7 separate regions of the Mus musculus genome follow, and all the other regions are linked to region 3. A link is a contact called in public Hi-C, HiChIP or PLAC-seq and promoter capture Hi-C data. All regions are on one chromosome and are shown on one strand. Each heading gives the region's core, a stretch centred on a gene start, on an enhancer-like site or on the middle of the called end of the contact. The rest is flanking DNA. Distances are from core to core; before and after follow the strand shown.

What was found. Promoter capture Hi-C pulls out the DNA fragments that hold promoters and counts their contacts. HiChIP or PLAC-seq counts read pairs in DNA pulled down with a chosen protein or histone mark. Hi-C and Micro-C count contacts between places; a contact is called where the count stands out from the background.
Region 1: an H3K27ac HiChIP or PLAC-seq map of the NIH/3T3 cell line shows a contact between it and region 3, with 9 times the contacts expected there. The contact joins the enhancer-like site here to the promoter of Man2a1 in region 3. A contact is called at or near these places in 12 of 39 promoter capture datasets (the 3T3-L1 cell line, 3T3-L1-derived adipocytes, the C10 cell line and 8 more), 12 of 484 Hi-C or Micro-C datasets (the MC3T3-E1 cell line, the N1E-115 cell line, adipose-derived mesenchymal stem cells and 7 more), 10 of 115 datasets of contacts at active chromatin or transcription factors (the NIH/3T3 cell line, T-cell acute lymphoblastic leukemia, astrocytes and 7 more) and 1 of 9 other capture datasets (embryonic stem cells).
Region 2: a promoter capture Hi-C map of HPC-7-derived erythroid cells shows a contact between it and region 3, with 3 times the contacts expected there. The contact joins the enhancer-like site here to the promoter of Man2a1 in region 3. A contact is called at or near these places in 3 of 39 promoter capture datasets (HPC-7-derived erythroid cells, hippocampal neurons and pre-B cells) and 3 of 115 datasets of contacts at active chromatin or transcription factors (astrocytes, embryonic forebrain and forebrain).
Region 4: a contact with region 3 is called in a Hi-C map of embryonic fibroblasts, with 3 times the contacts expected there. The contact joins the enhancer-like site here to the promoter of Man2a1 in region 3. A contact is called at or near these places in 4 of 39 promoter capture datasets (the 3T3-L1 cell line, hippocampal neurons and liver), 3 of 484 Hi-C or Micro-C datasets (the N1E-115 cell line, cortical neurons and embryonic fibroblasts) and 4 of 115 datasets of contacts at active chromatin or transcription factors (embryonic forebrain, forebrain, neural tube and 1 more).
Region 5: a CTCF HiChIP or PLAC-seq map of the NIH/3T3 cell line shows a contact between it and region 3, with 5 read pairs. The contact joins the enhancer-like site here to the promoter of Man2a1 in region 3. A contact is called at or near these places in 4 of 39 promoter capture datasets (the 3T3-L1 cell line, hippocampal neurons, maxillary cranial neural crest and 1 more), 1 of 15 datasets of contacts at CTCF or cohesin (the NIH/3T3 cell line) and 3 of 115 datasets of contacts at active chromatin or transcription factors (T-cell acute lymphoblastic leukemia, embryonic stem cells and neural tube).
Region 6: an H3K27ac HiChIP or PLAC-seq map of neural progenitor cells shows a contact between it and region 3, with 8 times the contacts expected there. The contact joins the enhancer-like site here to the promoter of Man2a1 in region 3. A contact is called at or near these places in 4 of 39 promoter capture datasets (the 3T3-L1 cell line, 3T3-L1-derived adipocytes, hippocampal neurons and 1 more), 1 of 15 datasets of contacts at CTCF or cohesin (the NIH/3T3 cell line), 8 of 484 Hi-C or Micro-C datasets (the N1E-115 cell line, cerebellum, cerebral cortex and 3 more) and 8 of 115 datasets of contacts at active chromatin or transcription factors (the NIH/3T3 cell line, T-cell acute lymphoblastic leukemia, astrocytes and 5 more).
Region 7: a contact with region 3 is called in an H3K27ac HiChIP or PLAC-seq map of the NIH/3T3 cell line, with 12 times the contacts expected there. The contact joins the enhancer-like site here to the promoter of Man2a1 in region 3. A contact is called at or near these places in 3 of 39 promoter capture datasets (the 3T3-L1 cell line, 3T3-L1-derived adipocytes and hippocampal neurons), 1 of 15 datasets of contacts at CTCF or cohesin (the NIH/3T3 cell line) and 4 of 115 datasets of contacts at active chromatin or transcription factors (the NIH/3T3 cell line, embryonic forebrain, fibro-adipogenic progenitors and 1 more).

The regions. Positions count from the first base shown.
Region 1 is chr17:63,947,811-63,950,510 of GRCm38.p6, forward strand. The region is part of intron 9 of Fer (fer (fms/fps related) protein kinase); the gene reads left to right. Among named protein-coding and RNA genes, the nearest start is that of Gm52300, 21 kb to the right of the region's middle. Within about 2 kb of position 1,276, at least 54 of the 459 cell types and tissues checked have an H3K27ac peak or open chromatin away from gene starts, as enhancers often do. A contact at or near this core is called in the NIH/3T3 cell line, adipose-derived mesenchymal stem cells, embryonic fibroblasts and 1 more, where this site is marked.
Region 2 is chr17:63,920,419-63,923,118 of GRCm38.p6, forward strand. Fer (fer (fms/fps related) protein kinase) reads left to right here. Exons shown (of 19, transcript NM_001037997.3): 5 at 1,195-1,378. Among named protein-coding and RNA genes, the nearest start is that of Gm52300, 48 kb to the right of the region's middle. Within about 2 kb of position 1,408, at least 27 of the 459 cell types and tissues checked have an H3K27ac peak or open chromatin away from gene starts, as enhancers often do.
Region 3 is chr17:64,600,218-64,602,917 of GRCm38.p6, forward strand. It overlaps Man2a1 (mannosidase 2, alpha 1), which reads left to right and starts at 1,432. Exons shown (of 22, transcript NM_008549.2): 1 at 1,432-1,653. The coding sequence starts at 1,519.
Region 4 is chr17:63,711,774-63,714,473 of GRCm38.p6, forward strand. No RefSeq gene overlaps it. Among named protein-coding and RNA genes, the nearest start is that of Fer, 150 kb to the right of the region's middle. Within about 2 kb of position 1,293, at least 45 of the 459 cell types and tissues checked have an H3K27ac peak or open chromatin away from gene starts, as enhancers often do. A contact at or near this core is called in embryonic fibroblasts, where this site is marked.
Region 5 is chr17:64,002,324-64,005,023 of GRCm38.p6, forward strand. All of the region lies in intron 12 of Fer (fer (fms/fps related) protein kinase), which reads left to right. Among named protein-coding and RNA genes, the nearest start is that of Gm52300, 34 kb to the left of the region's middle. Within about 2 kb of position 1,323, at least 83 of the 459 cell types and tissues checked have an H3K27ac peak or open chromatin away from gene starts, as enhancers often do. A contact at or near this core is called in the NIH/3T3 cell line, where this site is marked.
Region 6 is chr17:63,807,521-63,810,220 of GRCm38.p6, forward strand. No RefSeq gene overlaps it. Among named protein-coding and RNA genes, the nearest start is that of Fer, 55 kb to the right of the region's middle. Within about 2 kb of position 1,376, at least 26 of the 459 cell types and tissues checked have an H3K27ac peak or open chromatin away from gene starts, as enhancers often do. A contact at or near this core is called in astrocytes, fibro-adipogenic progenitors, neural progenitor cells and 1 more, where this site is marked.
Region 7 is chr17:63,677,078-63,679,777 of GRCm38.p6, forward strand. No RefSeq gene overlaps it. Among named protein-coding and RNA genes, the nearest start is that of Fbxl17, 180 kb to the left of the region's middle. Within about 2 kb of position 1,359, at least 51 of the 459 cell types and tissues checked have an H3K27ac peak or open chromatin away from gene starts, as enhancers often do. A contact at or near this core is called in the NIH/3T3 cell line, where this site is marked.

The DNA.
Region 1 (2,700 bases), core at 26-2,525, 650 kb before region 3:
TTCATCTCTATATTTTTGTATATAGTTACTTAAATTTGTCAAAAATTATATCATTGGTTTTCAGATATAGCCTATGTTAGCAGTGTTCAACTATTACTCATCTATAAATGTTGGTGTTGTAAATTGTTAGCAAGGTTCAACTACTACAGATCTATATATTTTAATCTTATAAGCCTTTTATTGGTCATAAAACATTCAGTATGTCTGTCATTGATCAGGCCCCCGTGCAGGTGAGGAGAAGATTGTTTGCTGACGTGTAGCCTGCTCACTATGCTTAGAAGACTTAAGCTGAATTCAGACAGCATGAAAACACTGAGATACGTTTTTTTGTTGTTGTTGTTGTTGTTTTGGCTTTGTGTATAATAGAATTATATAGACTTTATTTAACTGTAATCAATTTCCTTATTATTTTATCTTGTTTCAAGGATTTGATTCTTGTATGATATCTAATAAGATTAAGTAAACCTGGGCTCTTTTGTGGCTTTGATCATGCTTTCCTGCATGATGCAGTGAGTATTTACTGTTGTCTTTCACTTGGATACTTGTGTTAGTATGAGAAAAACTTACTTCATCACAAAAATTCTTAGGCACACCCCATGAGCGTTTTCTGTATTTTAAAGAAATGTAAGATTATACAGGTATAGTGTATTATACAGATAGGGAGATTCAGATTTTTCACCAGTGTACGTACCAACAGAAATTAATGCCTACATACTTGCTAGCATTTGATGACAGCATACAATTTAGAGGTCTCATTTTAATTTAGTGGTTGCTCATTACAATTTAGAAAGTTGCACTATGGAATTAAACCATAATTGTTTCTATTTTGGAAGTCATACTATGCTTTTATGATGATGGGATAATTAGTGCAAGTACTTAAGGCTCTGGTAGATGGAGACTAAAACCAGCCTGGTCTGCCCACATTAAGTTCTGGCTTTTTCCTTTTTATAGGAATATGAAAACCTAATTTAATTGTGCCATTTCTTATGGGCTTCTTGGCTGATCTGTGGGAATATTGCTTTTTTCCCATTTCCCTGAGCCAGAAACAGCAGTGACAGTGTGCCAAGCATGCCGTGCAATTTGATTTGGGGTTAGCAAACATGGGAATGTTCCAGTGTTCATGAATCCATTAGCTGATTGGGTAGAGTTGTGAAAGTGATGATGCTCAGAGCTTCAGTTTAACATTTCTAAGAAAGGCAGTTCAGTGCAATGGCTGCGGGTAGGAGAGAAACAGGGGCCATAGCGCAGCTGTGGTGACTCAGCCTTTGTCGTCAGTGCTTAGTCAGACCTTTGGTAGCTCTGGCCTTATGAAGCTTCACATTGCAAGGCCTTTGTCTTGCTGTAACCACTGTTAACATTTGCTTCTTGCCTTAGTCCACAGACTACTTGAGGTAGCTAAATACAGCAGAATATAAAATTACAACCAGGAAAAATAGAGATTGTAACCAGATATCAAGACCACACAAAAACTGTAGTGGACTGTGGTCTCTACATGTGTGGTTACTATGGTAGACTATATTCTGCATGTATGGTTATTTTGATAGACGGTGCTCTGCATGTGTGGTTACGATGGTAGACTATGACCTGCTTATGTGGTTGCTATGGTAGACTGTGCCCTGCATGTGTGGCTACTGTGGTAGACTGTGGCCTGCTTGCGTGGTTACTATGTTAGACTGTGCCCTGCATGTGTGGCTACTGTGGTAGACTGTGGCCTGCTTGCGTGGTTACTATGTTAGACTGTGCCCTGAGTGTGTGGTTACTATGTTAGACTGTGCCCTGAGTGTGTGGTTACTATGGTAGACTGTGCCCTGAGTGTGTGGTTACTATGGTAGACTGTGCCCTGAGTGTGTGGTTACCATGTTAGACTGTGCCCTTAGTGTGTGGTTACTATGTTAGACTATGCCCTGAGTGTGTGGTTACCATGGTAGACTGTGCCCTGAGTGTGTGGTTACCATGTTAGACTGTGCCCTGAGTGTGTGGTTACCATGGTAGACTGTGCCCTGAGTGTGTGGTTATCATGGTAGACTGTGCCCTGAGTGTGTGGTTACCATGGTAGACTGTGCCCTGAGTGTGTGGTTACTATGGTAGACTGTGCCCTGAGTGTGTGGTTACTATGGTAGACTGTGCCCTGAGTGTGTGGTTACTATGGTAGACTGTGCCCTGAGTGTGTGGTTACTGCTCTTGCACCATGTGAGCCATTACTTTGTAGGTATCTCAAAGGTAAAAATACAATGGAAGCTGAAGTCACACAGCCTTAACTGAAAGAAGGTATGTCACATTGCAGGAGAGGAAGGTTTCATTGCATTTAGCCTTAATTAAATGTGTAGCTGTCCCACTGACACTTGTGGGACAGCTGTCACACACATGCTGTGTGACCCTTGATAGTACTACAGCAGCTAATGTAGGAATGTGATTCATAAAACCTTCTAAAACAAAATCTAGAATCCCTTAGCAGAAGAGGAGAACATGACACCAGAATCAGCTCTCTGGGATGAAGAATGCCCCAGTCAACTTCCTTCATTTTACAATAATGTCTACACTTAGAGCAGGAGACAACATGGATGTGTTTGGGTTTTCCTTTAGGCCAGGTACAAGGGTGCTGGCCCATATTCCCAGCTACTCCTCAGATGGTAATGATGGCTCCGGGAACTCAGGACCAGGTCACAGCTCCACACAATTGTCTCAGACCAAAGCTAGACA
Region 2 (2,700 bases), core at 158-2,657, 680 kb before region 3:
TCTGCATCTGAGATTCTCTCTTCTATCTCTTGTATTCTGTTGGTAATGGTTCCACCTATGATTCTTAACTTTTTTCCTAGGTTTTCTAACTCCAGAGTTCTCTCTCTTTGTGATTTCTTTATAGTTTCTAGTTCCAGTTTTAGATCCTGGATGGTTTTGTTCCTTTCCTTTGCTTGTTTGATTGTTCTTTTCCTGTAACCCTTTAAGGGATTTTTTTGTTTCCTCTTTAAGGGCTTCTAGCTGTTTACTTGTATTCTCCTGTATTTCTTTAAGGGAGTTATTTATGTCCTTTTTAATGTCCACTGTCATCATCATGAGAAGTGATTTTAGATCTGGATTTTGCTTTTCCAGTGTGTTGGGGTATCCAGGACTTGCTATGGTGGGAGAATTGGGTTCGGATGATTCCAAGTAACCTTGGTTTCTGTTGCTTATGTTCTTATGCTTGCCTCCCACCATCTCGCTATCTCTAGTGCTACCTGCCCTGGCTATGTCTGACTGGAGCCTGTCCTTCCTGTGATTCTGGTTCTCTGAGTCAAGCTGTCTCTATGATCTTGTGATTCTGGGATCCTGTGATCCCGAGTTTCTGGGTGTGTCAGAGCTCCTGGGAATCAAGCTGCCTTTGGGACCTTGAGATCCTGGTGTGACCAAACTCCTGGGATCCTGTGATTCTCTGATCCTAGGCATGTTAGAATGCCTGGGAGTGGAGCTACCTCTGGGTGTTGTGGGGCTGGCTGCAGAGTTTGCGCCCAAGGGTCTGCTCAGGGTGCTGGCCCAGCCTTTGTTACTCTTTAATGTACATGTGCATCTTTTAGATTTGTTCTCTCAAAGCCTCCTAAGATTACTCTTGTCTTTATTGACATCTTGGACACTAGTTTAAACGTTAGCATTTGCATGCTTTTCCTGCTTCCACAGTCTCGTGTGAGCAGCTGTTCCAGTTTGCTGTAAGCTCTTGGAGCTGAGAAGGATTTTATGTGTGCACTTATGTGTTCTGACGTTGATTTACCTAGCACTGGCTGCACAGGAACCTCGGTGCTGAGCACTGACCGTTAGTACTTGGCATAGCACTCTATACACAGTACACAGTCAGCCGACTTGATTCTCCATTGAGTGTGGGAAATAACATAACAACACAGTGGGGATTGCATATAGTGAGGATAAAACTTAGCTGTCTGCTATCTTCCATGTTTTCCTCAGGGAAGGAAACAGAAAAGGCCAAGGAGCGCTATGACAAAGCTACAATGAAGCTTCATATGCTGCATAATCAGTATGTGTTGGCACTGAAGGGGGCACAGCTCCATCAGAGCCAGTACTATGATACCACACTTCCTCTGCTGCTGGACTCCGTGCAAAAGATGCAAGAAGAAATGATAAAAGCACTGTAAGATACATTTCCTGTTTATCATAAGATCCCCTCAGAGCACGACTCAGCATTTCTGCCGCAGTTCCATTTGTGTCAGAAGCTTCCTTATGGCTGAGACCACTGGGCACCTCAGAGCCATTTCCTTTTCTTGTTCCTTCAGTTGTGCTCTGCCCCTAGCATGCTGAGGATAGACCTCTGTGTTTGTTACTGACTCTGCTGCTCTAGTCAGCTCCGTGTTTAAGTCAGGACTTGCCTCCCGAGGGCTGGGCATTTAAACTCCATTTCAGAAGCTTCAAGGAGAGAACTGTTTGGAAGCTTATTTATAGCTTCCCTTTCTTTTCCTCTATGAGATTAAAATCCACTCATGTTTATTGAAGGTCTGGTGTATTTATAAGAGCACACTGCTTTGTGCTTGGGAATGTAAGTATAAGTGGAGTTTCTTACCTTTAACTAGTTAACAGTGCATTGCAGTTAATAAGCACATATATTCTGTCCTGTATTTAGGAGAGCAGGCAATGATGAGCCACATTTGATGGACTTCACTTTCTTTATCTTCTGGCTTTGCATTGTGCAAATATTTAAATCCATTTTACTTTCACTGAAAATGTGTGTGGGTATTTTTTTTTTCCTGATTAATTTGAAATGTGTTTGTTCCTAACACTATTTTTCTGTTAAAACAAAGAAGTTAGTTGGGTGTGTCCAAGCACTTGGAGACATGTGTGAGCACAGGGTTTTTGTGAATTTGAAGCACCTTGGTCTACATAGCAAGTTTCAGGCCAGCCAGAGCTACATAATAAGACCCCATCTCAAAAACCAGCCAACCGACCAAGCAAGCAAACAAAAAACTTATAGTAATTGAAGTAATATTCAAGGGAGTCTTGTAAGTAATGATTTCGATTCATAAATAGTTATTTTAGAAATAGAAACAGAAACAGGCAAACCCTGCTTTACATTTATATAGGTATATGCAGAATAGGCTTATTTGCCCATACTTGCTTTGAAGCCAGTAATAATCAATATTTATAAACCACAATCCTTAAAAGCAGGGGATCTCGTCAGTGTAACATTCTTTTCAGTTAGACCAAGCAAAAAACCTTGATGATTTTGCTGCATTCTGGAGTTCAGGAGAAGAAACAGATGCCACTGAAGTTGAAGCTTAACTAAATAATACCCATATCCCCAGGGCTAAGGTGCATTTGAGGAGTGCAGCATCTGCGGAGTATCACACACTAGAAAAGAAACACTCACACACAGAATCCCTGTGTTGAAAAACAAAACAAAACAGAACAAACAAACAAAAGGCTCAAAAGTGTTTCCATAAAAGTAGTGAGTAATAGAGT
Region 3 (2,700 bases), core at 182-2,681:
AATAGTGGGTACAGGCATTTCTTAGATCCCCCTCTTACTAGATTTTGTCGCCAGATGTCTACATCTGCCTACAAGAGGCTTTGTCAGCCTCCCTTTTCCCCTGGTTTCACCAGGATGTCGCCAAAAGCAAGAGGAAAAGATGAGTCCTTTTTAGGCTCCTCAGATTTCTTGTCTACCTCCCCTTCCAGCCCTGCACAGACCCTTCCAAGGCAGGCTGATCTGGGCGTTCCAGGATAGAAGACGCGACAAGAGGATGGAATCTGGGGAATGAACCACTGTCGCTCTGGACCTTAGGCTGCTGGAGCCCTGGAGGCACCTCTCTGCTGGCCTCAATTCCTGCAAAGCCGCCTCCCTTGTCACTGAAGCCTCTTGAGGTCTTCCTACTGTCAGGGCCCAGTGAGGCAGGCGCTGGGCGGGCCTGGCGGGCGGCGCGCTGTGATTGGGCGCCAGGGGGCCCGCCCCCTCATCCCGGCGCGTCGGGAGGGGGCGGGGCCAGCCGGCTGCCCAGCTCCAGGGCTGCGGGCGCCTATTGACCCAACGGCCGCTGCGCCGCCGCCGCTGCCGCCGCCGCCGTCTCCTCCGGCTCGTGGCGGGCGGTACAGGAGCGCCGAGTGGCGCTGGGGAACCGGCTCTTCCTTTCGCGGCTGCCGCCGCCATCTCCGCGTTCTCGGGGCGGGAAGGAGGGGGTGCTCCACGGCTGCAGCTGGAGCGGGCTCCTCTCCGGGGACGGTCCTCTCCTCCTCCCTCGGCTTGCCTCCTCCCGGCGCTGCCCGCCCCCTGCGCCCTCCGCGTGCAGCCCGGGCCCGCGAGGGGGAAGGTAGGGGCGGCGGGGGCCGGGAGAGGCCGGGGATCGGACGCACACGCCGAGGAAAGTCCTGGATTGCAGCGCTCCGGCGCACAGGGTGCACCCGGGTCGGGCCCCCGCAGTAGCCGCGGCAGGAAGGGGTTCTTCGGCGGGCACGCGGGGGCGGTGTGGCGGGGGTGGGCCTGGGTGTCCCGGCGCTAAGTTGTGGGGCACGGCGCCTCCAGGTCCAGTTCCTTCTTCCGCGCGCTCCTTGCTCCCAGCGCCGCACACTCGGCCCCGGAGCCGCGGAACCCGCGCGTTCTCTGGGCGCGGAGGACACGCCTGCCCTTGTCGAGAAAACTTTTCCTGCCGACTCAGTCGTGCCGGCCCGTGGCAGGAAGTCGGGCAGAGACCTCTCCTCTGACTGCTCCGACCGCCCTACCGGGTAGCGCTATCCTGCAGGAAAGCAAGTTTGTGGGGACCTTTGCCTTGCTCTCCAGGAGTCTGCCTTGCAGGGACGGCCGGCCTTGGGGAGGGCAGCGGGCCAGGGCGTAGGCCGAGGGCGCGTGGTGGCTCCGGAGACGAGGTGCGGAGCGCAGCCGGGACCCGCGCCGTAGCGCGCGAAGGGTGTGCGGCCGGGAGCAGGGAGCCCTCGGCGATCGCCGGCTGGAGTCCTCAGTCTTCTGCCTCCTTCGGGTGAGGACCGCGTCCTGGCCCCGAGTCCATCGAGGAAAATGAAGTTAAGTCGCCAGTTCACCGTGTTTGGCAGCGCGATCTTCTGCGTCGTAATCTTCTCACTCTACCTGATGCTGGACAGGGGTCACTTGGACTACCCTCGGGGCCCGCGCCAGGAGGGCTCCTTTCCGCAGGTAAGCACCTGGTGGCGGGCGCAAGCTGGAGGGCTGGTCCCGGGGCTCGCACTTCTCGGCACCGGGGCAGGGTGAGGCCGCACCCGACGACCGGCAGAGCCTCATCCGGCTTGCTGAGGTTTCGGACCGCTGAGTTTGCAAAGTGCTGGGCGTCATGCGGTGGCAGCCTTGGCACCGGGCAAAAGAGGACATATTCCCACATTTGCACCCGGGCCTGTGGAAGTGGGCTCGGCCACCTGCTGGTGGGGAACCGGTGTGAGTGTCGCCCCTAAGCTAGCTCAGGGTTAAAGCTGCCAGAGGCCGCCCAGATCCCTGAACGCACCGAGGCGCGGAAATTGATTAAACACAGCCCACCTAGGCAGATTTCTGTTTCTGACCCCTTTCCCTTTCACTGTCTCTTAAGAGATAAAAAAGTTTATTTCCTGTTGCAGCCCTTTGAGATATGGATAGTAGGGTTGATTTTAGTGTCGTCATGCTTCAGCTGTTACCTCGGGTTGGTTTGGAGCAGAGTGGGGAAGCGCCTGTTATTCTCTCACTGGAAGCTGTGCGGCGCTCAGTTCTCTGCGGGGTGGTCCAGCTGGCAGAGGAGTTGAACAAACGACCCACCCGAAGTCTTTCAGGAAAAGTTACTAGCAAATAACAAGAAATGGATGCAATAGGTTCTGTGTGGGAGGTGACCACGTAGCAATTGAGAGTGGCCTTTACGGCTTTTCTCTGTTGACACACATACATTTTAGTAGAAGCAGATGTGTGGAGAAATCCGAAGAATCCAAGTGTTGACAAGCTAACAACTAGTTGACCAGAGCAATCTACAACCTACCCGAATAAGGCTGATGTTTTGCCTTTTTTTTTCTTTTAATATGACAGTTTAAATGACTGGAAATAGCCCTTGCCATTTCTTCTGATATGCCAGGGTCAATGGCTTGGTGGGAATTTAATGAAATCGGAACGAGGACTTGCGGATTCTGTCATTAGTACACAGCACTAGAAGTATTTTTTTCTTTTAGAAGTGTGGAAATAAAAAGCTGGCCACAGACAGATGTTTCC
Region 4 (2,700 bases), core at 43-2,542, 890 kb before region 3:
TTCTTCAGTCAAGGGACATCCAAGTTGTTTCCAGTTTCTGGCTATTATGAATAAAGCTGCTATGAACATAGTTGAGCAAGTAGCAGGGGCTGTCTCTGATTACACTGCCTGCCTTTGGATCCCTTTCTCCTAACTGGGCTGCCTTGTTTACTCTCAACAAAAGATGTGCCTAGTCTTATTGCAACTTGGTGTGCCAAGGCTGGTTGATATCCATGGGAGGGCTCCCCTGGAGAAGGGGAGGAGGCAGGAGAGAGGGACTGGGAGGAGGGGAGGGAAGGGAAGATGCAATTAGGATATAAGGAGCATAAATAATTAATAAGAACAAAAACCAAAAGCATGAATTTAGAGGCGAGGCCTGGGAAAGTATCCTGAGTTCACAGTGCCACCTGAGCGCTGCAGACCTGAGAGTGAACTCCCTGAGTTCAGGTTTCATATCACACGCTAGCACTTTTCCCTTAGGACCATGTCGGTTTTTGTTTGGATGCTAATCACACACTGTACCGTTGCACCATTTTGTGATTCATTTAATGAAGCTTGTTTCCCTGTTTTGTATCATCAGAAGAAAACATCTTAGAGAACGGCTTGATCCTCCACTGTGCACACACTGTGTTTTATTACTAAGTGATGGAGAAATAAAGAGCTGAAAATAACATAGTCCTGGAAAGATATAAGTCGTAAAATCAGAGATATGTGACTTTAAAGGGATCCAAAATACCTTTCAGATCTATGATGTAAATAAGGTCTATAGAAAAGAAAAAAATTGTAAAATTTAGGATAAGAAAATTTCAATTTGTAGTATAGAATGGATATATATTGTATACAGCAAAGTCTGGAAGGTCTTAAATGGTGTTAAAGAAACTTACCCAGTGGCCCTGGGTGGAAACTAGGGGTCCTGCTGAAAGCGAAGCCAGGAGCAAAGAAGTAAGCGAAGAACAAACCACATGCTTTTCTTTTACAAATTGTGAGTGGGGATACCATAATCTGCTTGTTCTTAGGTCAACAGATGAAAAGGATACAGTGCAGCTATTGAAAAAGCAAAGTTATAAATGTCTGGAGCAAGGCGGAGGTATGCCCACCGCATAACATTCATCTGCAGAGAGAGGGCACATCCTATCAGGGATACTCCCAAGAAGGGAGATGCTTTGCAATGAATGAGTACAGGAGAAAATGGATCTCTGTCTGGGACCTCCCAATCCTGTTTGCAACATTAATAAAAACCAGGCTTGTGTAAGAATCTATTTATAGTCATATTTAGGATGCTTGGGTGATTATGAGCAACGGGCCAGTGATTCATCGCAGCATGATTGACTCTAGGGCCGTGTGTCGTGGGCTGTGCAAGGGTCTGTGTTGGCTTGGGTCTAGTTTAATGTCTTTAACGATCTGGAAAGGGGAGTAAATAGAATTTATAGGCGTTACTCAATTTCCCTCTAAGTTCATGGCCCCAAGTTAAACCTTTCCTGGCATGATTTGGGTGGTGCTCAGTCTGGCCTAGAAAGGATGGATTAACAGTCTCCAGTCCTTCACCCTTGACTGCTTGCCTTGCATATTAGAATTAATATTCTTTACACTTGACCCACTTTGCAAGCCCCAAGTTCCTCTGAAACATTTTTCCTTTGCTTCCTTTTTTTTTCTTTTTTTCTTTTTGCTGTATTTCTACTGAAAGAGTATGTGAAATGGCTCTCCTTTGTCCTATATTTAGTTATTATACTTCTCTCAGGACCTGAATTCATATATATACATCTACATATATATATATATATACATACATATATATATATATATATACATCTACATATATATATGAATTATATGTGTGTGTGTATCACCAATCTTCTATTATATTTAATTTAAATTTGACTACCCATTTTTATGAGTTGGATAGTCTGTTTCTCTCTTGACGTGTGTGTGTTTGTGTGTGTGTGTGTATATGAATTCTCATATATATATATTTGAGAGGCCCTTTCACATCTGATTCTTTAAAATCCTGCCCCCAAAGCATGATGTAGCTTATGCTGTACCCCTTCTTCTCAAGATATCGTGCACTTTGTGATTGATCCACTTGGGAAACGTCGTTCTCTTCCTTGAGGCCCTGCTTCTTTCCCAGTGGTCTGCTTAAGAATAGCAATCCCCATTGAAATGCTTTAGTCATTTCTAGGTAACAAAAGGGCCTAGCCATGGAAGCTAGGTACGGGGAAATCGAAGTCACTCAGAGCTTCTGTTTAGCCAGGATTCCTACCACAATCAGCTTTGTTCACAGCAACTGAATCCAGAGGGTAACATGATGCGGGATCTTCAAAATTCCCTCTCTGTTGTCCTTGCTGAGGGCTGGTGGGAATCAGTGTAGGGATTGGAGTACAGAGTGAGCCGTGATTATATTTTTCCTCCTGTGACATTGAGCTGTCATTTGTAAAAGTCTTGATGTAGAACCTTTAAAAAAATAAAGTTAGGAATTAAAACAAAACGAGCTGAGCCTGAATATATATATATATATTCCCCTCCCAATCCCTTTAAAACACACACACACAACCATGTTTAATAAGTAAGAGTTTAGCATCACAAGAAAACAAGGTTTTAAAATATATTACTAAAAGTTAAAAAAATCATAGGCTAGTCAGGCATAGTGGTGCACACCTTTAATTCCAATCCTCCAGAGGCAGCCTAGTCTATCCAGTGAGTTCTAGAAGAACCAGGGCTACACAG
Region 5 (2,700 bases), core at 73-2,572, 600 kb before region 3:
TTCATCTTTGATTTTGGAGAACCTCTGACTTCCAGAATTGTAAGGTAACTAGTCTGTGCCGCTTTAGACTGTCGCACTTTGTGGTCATCCGTTAGGGCAATAGTATATGCAGGAAGTGAGGTTAGGAGTGACATATGATTGTTATTTTATGTACAAGGGTTCGATCTCTGTATTGAGGGTGATAGACAACTCTGAAAGGTTTTATTCTGAGAAGAATTATGATCAAATTTGTATTTTGTACAGGTAATTGTGGCTTTCTTATAGAAACCATTCAGTGTATTGATAACCAGTGACATTGAAATGACGAAAGAAGGCATAAGATCAGTTTGGGACTTAGATAATGATGGGGTGCTGCTGAGATAAATTTGTGACCCCCTAGCTTAGTGACCTGTGACACCACCTTATTTACTGTTCTGGCCCCACTGCAGGCCAACAGACTGAGGGACTATGGGAGTGGTGCTGAAAAGTCTCAGCACCCTGTGGGTGGTCCTGATGCCATGATGCTGAAGGGCCATCCATGCAGACTGACCTGTGTGAAAAGGAATAAGCTCTCCACACCTGTGTGGTCTCTTCATTACCTGGGCTCCATGGGTCAGGCTACCCGAGTGTAGCAAGCTTACATCCATTTAACCTTGGAAAGATAGGAAGTGGGGTGGGAATCACCTTTATCAGAAAATAGCCTGATAGTCATTTGATGTATAAATAAATGGTGATCTCTTTAAACTTTAATTCCTTCACGGTATCCTAATGATAAAGAATCAATGAAGCAGAAATACCTATTTTATGGCTTTTTGGAGAAGTTGATGTTCCAAAATTGATTTTCACAGTCTCATGAGAATTTTAAAGAAATATACTTAAAATAGTATTCTGCATGAAGATTATGTTTTTTTTTTTTAATCTTGGGAGTTGTATGCTTGTGATAGTCATTCAAAAGTAGTTTTAGAACAGGATATATAGAAAGTTAAATAATTTTAGAATTAGAAATTTGAACGATGTTTGATATATTTTTGACTAAGAAAGCCAAACTGAATATTCTTTCCTCATTGAAATGCTCCTCATGTCTATGCAGCACACACTTTGAGCATACCTTAGTTCTCTTGTCTAATATAGCCCACTTTTGCAATAATACACTTTCCGAATTCCCGTCACTCTTTTCGTCACTCAGAATGGTGTCAGTGTGGTAGAACACGCATAGAACAAGCTGACTGCTTCCGTGCTTCTTTACCACTGCTATTAACATGCCCATGAACTGCCTTCTCCTCCTGGGACTAGTGATGGCAAGCCTGGGCGTCGTAGCCCCGCTGCATTCCTTAGCACTGACTCTTCAGCCAGTGTTCCTGGATGAGGTCATTGAGTTGATGCTGGGATGCTGGCAGTTTGCACAGAGCAATGCTTGAGGTGACGGAGCACTTCAGTGAACGTTCCTGAGGAAGGAATCGCTAGCTCCAGCACAGACTTCAGCACTGATGCCCCTCCGAGAGAGGCTTGTCCCTCCGCTATGACATCATATTGTCACAGTTGCTGCTTTTTCAGGGATCCTGCTGGCACCTTGCTGTTCACCTCCTTTAAATCTCTCTCAGCTTCTGCTCTAGCCCAAATTAAAATCTGTTTAATTCTTAATTGAGTTGAGTTTTGACTAAAATCTGGACAGATGATTCATATAATTCTAGGTAATGAAATATATGTAAGGTAGTAAATTAACTTTTGTCACCCTGTGACAGAAAAACTTTTGACAGGACAGTCATTCTTAGCAGCTTCTTCAGCATATCAGATAGACTAGTCTTTCAAAGCCTTGTGGAATTCCCAAGTTAAGAACAGAGGAAATATTGAAGTTATCCATCTGGAGTCTGTCAGAAACATTTGACTTCAGACACTTCAGAGTTTTAATAGCAGAATCAAGGTCACAGAGGATCAGAAGACAAATGGAAGAATAAAAATCCACTTTCAAGTCCTTCTACATCTGCTAACATGCATCCTTCTAAAAATGGTATAATTTTGACCTAGCATGAAGAGGCTGCTCTAGGCAAGCGCTCTCTCTCTCTCTCTCTCTCTCTCTCTCTCTCTCTCTCTCTCTCTCACACACACACACACACACACACACACACACACACACACGCACACACACCCCTACATCCCCACATTCATTCACCTCTGGAGACTATTCTTTCTGTCCTGTCACCTTCTCTCCGTCTCCTGCCCTCCCTTCCTCTCCCCTTTCTGTTCTCTTTTTACTTTCCTTTTTTTGTTGTTGTTGTTTTTTGTTGTTGTTGTTTGATGTGATCAGCAAGGATTCATTGATCGCCCATTGTATACAGCTGTGCTGCTAGTAGCTCTTTCATAAACTCTTTGTGGAGAGTTAAAGTTTGTAGAGGGAGAGCTCTGGAGAATATGGAAAGGGAAATGAGGGTGTGCTCAATTATAAAAACTATTCAACTGTTCGAATTGATAACAAATAAAAAAGTATGAAAATGTGCATCAGAAGTATAAAATATCAGAAGTATGGAATGGGATGAAATGCCCCACTACAGCTAAGCAGTGGCATGGGCAGTTTGCAAGTGTGCTTGGGGATTAAGATTTAAAAAATTAAACAGTGGGGCATTGACTAAGCTGCTGAAAATATAGGAGACTAGGATCTGAAAAATTCTTATCAAGCATATAAATAAATGCTTGATCTTTTCATTTTACTAACAAACACAGAAA
Region 6 (2,700 bases), core at 126-2,625, 790 kb before region 3:
TAGGTGAGGAGGCACGGGTTTGAAGTTTGTCAAGCTGAGACTTGCCAAAATCAGTCCAAATTGGTGTGAGCTTCAGAAAACTGAAATGTAGGGATTTTGGGTTTTGTTTGTTTATTTGTTTGTTCTGGAGTTTTCTTCCTAACTCTAGGACCCACTCCAGTCCGTGCCTACCTCTGCACATCAGGCAGCCATCTTTTCAGGTCCCCAGAGGATGTCCCCTCGCAGCAGCAGAGTAGTCCTCGGTGCCCTCGAGGCGGTCCACATAGCTCTCAGCTACTTCAATGCCGAATTTCAGACACGATGATTTGTAGGCAGCCTATGAACCAGTCTGCCTAAATATTTTAGATAGTTTTCTTTCTGGCACATTCTTCATCTGATCAAACCAACATGTGGTCTACATGAAAGGGAAGGGAAGGAATGCCAGAAACAGAGAGAAAGACATAATCCTGGCTAATTTCTCAAGCCTATTCTCTGCCATTATTAATGAATAACTGATTCACTCAACAAACACAAAAGCATTAAGATGCTTAAGTCTGTGCATTCACATGCTAATTAAGGAAATCAAAGATGCATCTCATTAGCTTACAGGCTTTAGAGTCTGAGTTTGGCTGTCTATGCAGTGTAGTTTGTGTGATATTCAATATGCCTGCTTGAATCGGAGCCCTAAATTCGAATATTAAATATGTTTTTCTCCAGGAACACTCAGGATTAGAAAACATGTTAACGTTTCACTTTTTAAAATATACTCCACATTTTTAAACACTTCTGATTGCATTTTATCATTAGCTGTACGAGGCTCTTCATGGTTTAATTTTTTTCCTTGACCTTTTTGATAATGACATCCAGTGAAAAAGAATAGAACAGTGTATAACAAACTACAGAATGCAGTTGTTGTGTACATGAAAAGACATAGCATATTTCCATAATAATTATGTATAGATTATCTCTATATACCTGAGACATGGGGCATATGGTAGAATTCCTAGAGAACTTTTATTTTTGAATATGCCTTCAGTGTTCAAATCAGAAATAAGCACCATAAAGTCATGCAATGATTTCTAAAGAGACTGAGAGACAAAATATCAAGACTTTTGAAAGAAAGCCTTGCAGTTTAAAATAACATATCAAGACCAGCAAACATTAAGGAGGTTGAACCTCAGTTCATGGTGTTGTCATGGCAACAGTTTTTTAAAACAGAAAATGAGGACAAGGATGAACAGAGTTTAAGTCATGAAAAGACCAAATCCTTATTGTTTTTTACATTTTTTTTCCCCAGTCGCTAAGTTTCTGCAGGAGATACCTCTAGACAACAAAGTTCCTCCCTTCTGGATTTTTCTAGCCTCTTTGCTTCCTAAAGGCTTCCTGATATCGCTCCCCACCCAGCCCCCTTGAGCCTCTCTGCTTCCCTGGCTACTGGCCGAAAAGTGTGTGCAGTTCAGAGGCTCCAAGAGAGGTTCTCAGAAGAAAACAAAACAAAACAAAGCAAGCAATTGGATGTTTTTCAGCCCCCTGAGTCACACTTCAATGTTCCAGGTCTTGTGCTTTTGGAACTGAAACGGAGAAGACCCACCCACCCGCCCCGCCTGGGGCCTCTCTGATTTTAAGCTCTTGAAAACACCACACATTAACTTCAGTTCTTAGTTCCAGGCAAACTGAGGTGGTTAGTCACCCTACCTACTGGAGAGGGCATCCTGGAAGCCCTCTTTTCCGATCCTTAGATTTTGATTTTCCTGTCTAACTCCCCAAAAGTACTACACCCTTGCACCCAAAAGGCTTGTCAGGTGTGTCACTGGGGCTAGTGTCAAAGGCCACTGCATCTTTTACAGAGTCAAGCGCCAGCTATTCAACTGAGCGCCGTGTAAAAAAAAACGGTTCAGAACGTACCTTTAAGGCTTTTTAGTTGGGCGCGGTGCCTTGGGCACACTCGCCATCCCAGCTCTCAGGATGTGGAGGCAGGAAGATCAGGGATTAAAATTCATCCTGAAACAGATGAAACCCTGCCACAAACCAGTGTATATGCAGATATACAAAGAGACTACTTGGCTGATTATGCCACCGTACTGTGTCTTTTGTAGTCCCAGTTCTAAAAATGAATCACACAGTTGGCCGGGCAGTAGTGGCACACACCTTTAATCCCAGAACTTGGGAGGCAGAGGCAAGCAGATCTCAGAGTTTGAGGTCAACCTGGTCTATAAAGTGAGTTCCAGGACAGCCAAAGCTACACAGAAAAAAAAAAAAACCTGCCTTGATAAACAAACAAACAAACAAAACCAAAACACAAACAAACAAGAATATGACTGTTATAAATAACTTATATTCTTCATGTATATCTACATGAATATGGAAAATAAAGAAACAATAATCATCTGATGACATAGAGGTGACAGCTAACACTTTGTCATCTCGATGTCTCCCTTTATGTACTAACGCATATGTAGCATGTATATATATATATATATATATATTAAATGCATTTTAATTTTCTATTCTATTTTTCTCTTGAAACATTTGTTAATAGACTAAATACTTGCTCCTGCTGTTCCCATTCCTTCAAATGTGCTAAAGCTCCTCCTATCAAAAGAATGGTCTATAGAGATGGGACTTGGGAGGTGATCGGGTTTGCACATGACCATGAAGGGAGGGCCCTCATTGTGGAATTACTGCCCTTCTAAGAAAGGGCTATAGAGCTCATACTGTCTC
Region 7 (2,700 bases), core at 109-2,608, 920 kb before region 3:
CATCATGGTTGCCCCAAATCACAGCTTCAAAAGCTGGTCAAAGAAGCGTCTAGAGAATCGTCTTCTGGGTAGACTGTTACAACTCTTCAGATCCTACTCTGCTTTGCTGTGGAGTGGAAGTGGAGCGCAGGCACCAGAATAAAAGCTACTTTGGGGCCTGCAAGGTGGCTCCGTGGGTAAAAGCACTCACTGCCAAGGCAGCTGGCCAGAGTTCAATTCCCAGGATCCACGCTATGGAAGGAGAAAAGTGGACTGCCATAAACTGTCCTCTGAACTCCCACACACTCGCCCGCATCCAACACATGCACACAAATAATAAACAAACAAATAAATAAACAAATAAATAAATAAACTTAATGTTAAATTAAAAAAAAAACCATTACCATTGTTAGGAGTTGATTGACACCTTGAAAATTCAACAATGGAGAGTAATCAATGCTTTGCTTCTGATACTTAAATCCTGCTCCAAGCACTGCCTAGATTGTCTCACTAGACTCAGATCTGTGTACCCGTCTCATGTGTTCTAGCGCAACACTTGACTAGAGTATTGTCCAACCAAACAGTTGGCCTCAGTGTACTCCAGAAATATTTCCTGGGAAGTTTCATTCACTTTATTTTGTTCAGATCAAGGCCAAGCACGCTAACCCCTCTTAAACACTGGTGACTTGTCCTGCTGTGATTTTATGTCCCACCTTGATCATGCCATTTGGGGTCCCTCCCCTTCTCACAGGGATCTCTTAAGAGGACTTGGTGGACAGCACAAAAGATGACATTTACTCATTATAAATGTACATTGTAGTTCTTACTGCAGTCAAGTGCCTGTGACAATAATGCCTTAAACTGATTCATGATACATGCCACTAACATGTTCTTCATATTTGTATTACGTATGAAAACATCAAACACTATCTGGGAGATTTTGTTTCTATTCCCTCTTTTTTATTTTTATTTTTCAGTTGTCTGGTGAAGCATGTTCCCCATCCTGCTGTGATATTCTCCCCTGTCCACCCAAGATCCTCTGTTTATTTGTCCTCTCAATCCTTAGGAATTTGGAGACAGGAAGCTTGCTACAGGAGATAGAAGCCACGGGGTATCTACAGTGGTTATTTTTCTTCTTATGAGTGGAATGAAGTTGGGTCTTATCTCTCTGAAGGAACTCATAAATCTCTGGATACAATGAGCTCTAGTCTGGGAAATAAACCAAAAATTTTAATTTGGACTTTTTAAATGCTGCACTTCAGTGGTCCAAAGAAAATAACGAGTCACATATTTTCAAATACTGTAATGTGATTTATATACACCATTGTAATCTGGACACAGACTCAAGACACATGCAATCCCTCTGCTCCCTGGAGGCCCTTAGTGATGACATCACTTGCTAAAAAGTTGACAGGGAGAATCTCGAAGAATGTAGTGGAAAACCCCCAGCTGCATCTGCAATTGGTTATGAAACTCACAAAGATCAGATGTTTGTTATACTAGGAAAGATGACTACATCTTTGTGGGATTTGAGAGACTCTCTTGCTGTTACCACAAAAGATGTTAGGTCCTGCTCTGTCTACTTAAAGGCCCAGACTTTGAAATTTAGTAACAAGGGTCTAAGCTTGGGGACTTACCACTACCTTTCTGGCAAGAGTAGGGGCTAAAGTATATAGTGATAAAGGGGAAAATCCTACCCCTTGCCGCTAACCAACTCCCTTCACTCTCACAGTGAAGAGATTAGTGAAACTGAAGAAGATCTGTTCAAAGCAGATTTCGGCAGGCAGGCCATCTATGGAGACCATACAGCATAGAGAGAAGATCCCTATGTGCTGTTGTTCCCTGTGTTGGGTCTAGAGCCTTGACCACTATGTGCATTGAGAACCTGGGAAAGTTTCAAGAGGTGCCAGGGGTGCCAGAGAGAATGGCCTCGTCCCTCACTGGATGTTTTGTTCTGGAGAGCTGGCTCCATCTCTCATTGCTGGCGGCTCTCGGGAGAATGGGCCCTGAGCCTCGCCAGTCAGCACAGTAGAGCTGGCCCTGGTGGAGGGATTGCAGGTGAACCAGCCCCAAGGGTGAGGGCACTTGTCTGCGGTGAGATGGCATGGGTGCGTTGTGATGCTCTTTCCCCTCCCCCTCACCGTGACCTGTAGTAACTGGGAGGGCTGGCCCCGGGGTCACTAGAGAGGACGTCTATCCAGCGCTGCCCCATCACTGGCTGTGGGACTTGGGAGAGTGGGCCCTGCACAGATGACGGACAGGCCCAGCTGGATTAACCCTTGTACTTTGAGAAGGTTGAATGTTAGGCGTCCACCTGAAGATAAGGGCAGATTTTTGAGCAGGAGAAATGAGCTCTCCCTAATGGAACTGTTCAAGGTTACCTTAACAGTCCCCTTCTGAAAAGATAACTCTAGTACCATCTATGAAGTAGACTGAACTTGGGGAATAGATATATTTCTACTTGAAAATCCAGGGATTGATTCCTGAAGCTGTTCACCAGAAGGGACTAGTATGAAATTGGAGTTTCCATCAAACCTTCATGTATAGTCCCCAGGTAAGTATGCTAACTTTGAAGGATTTAAAAATATTTAAAAAGAACCAATCCCTCCACTCCCCAGACTAGTGCTTTTCTTGCCAACTGAGGCTATAGGTACAGAGAACCTATTATTTACTTTATGGAAGCCCAACTTGTCAATAAAAAAGACTATGGCCAATGAGCTG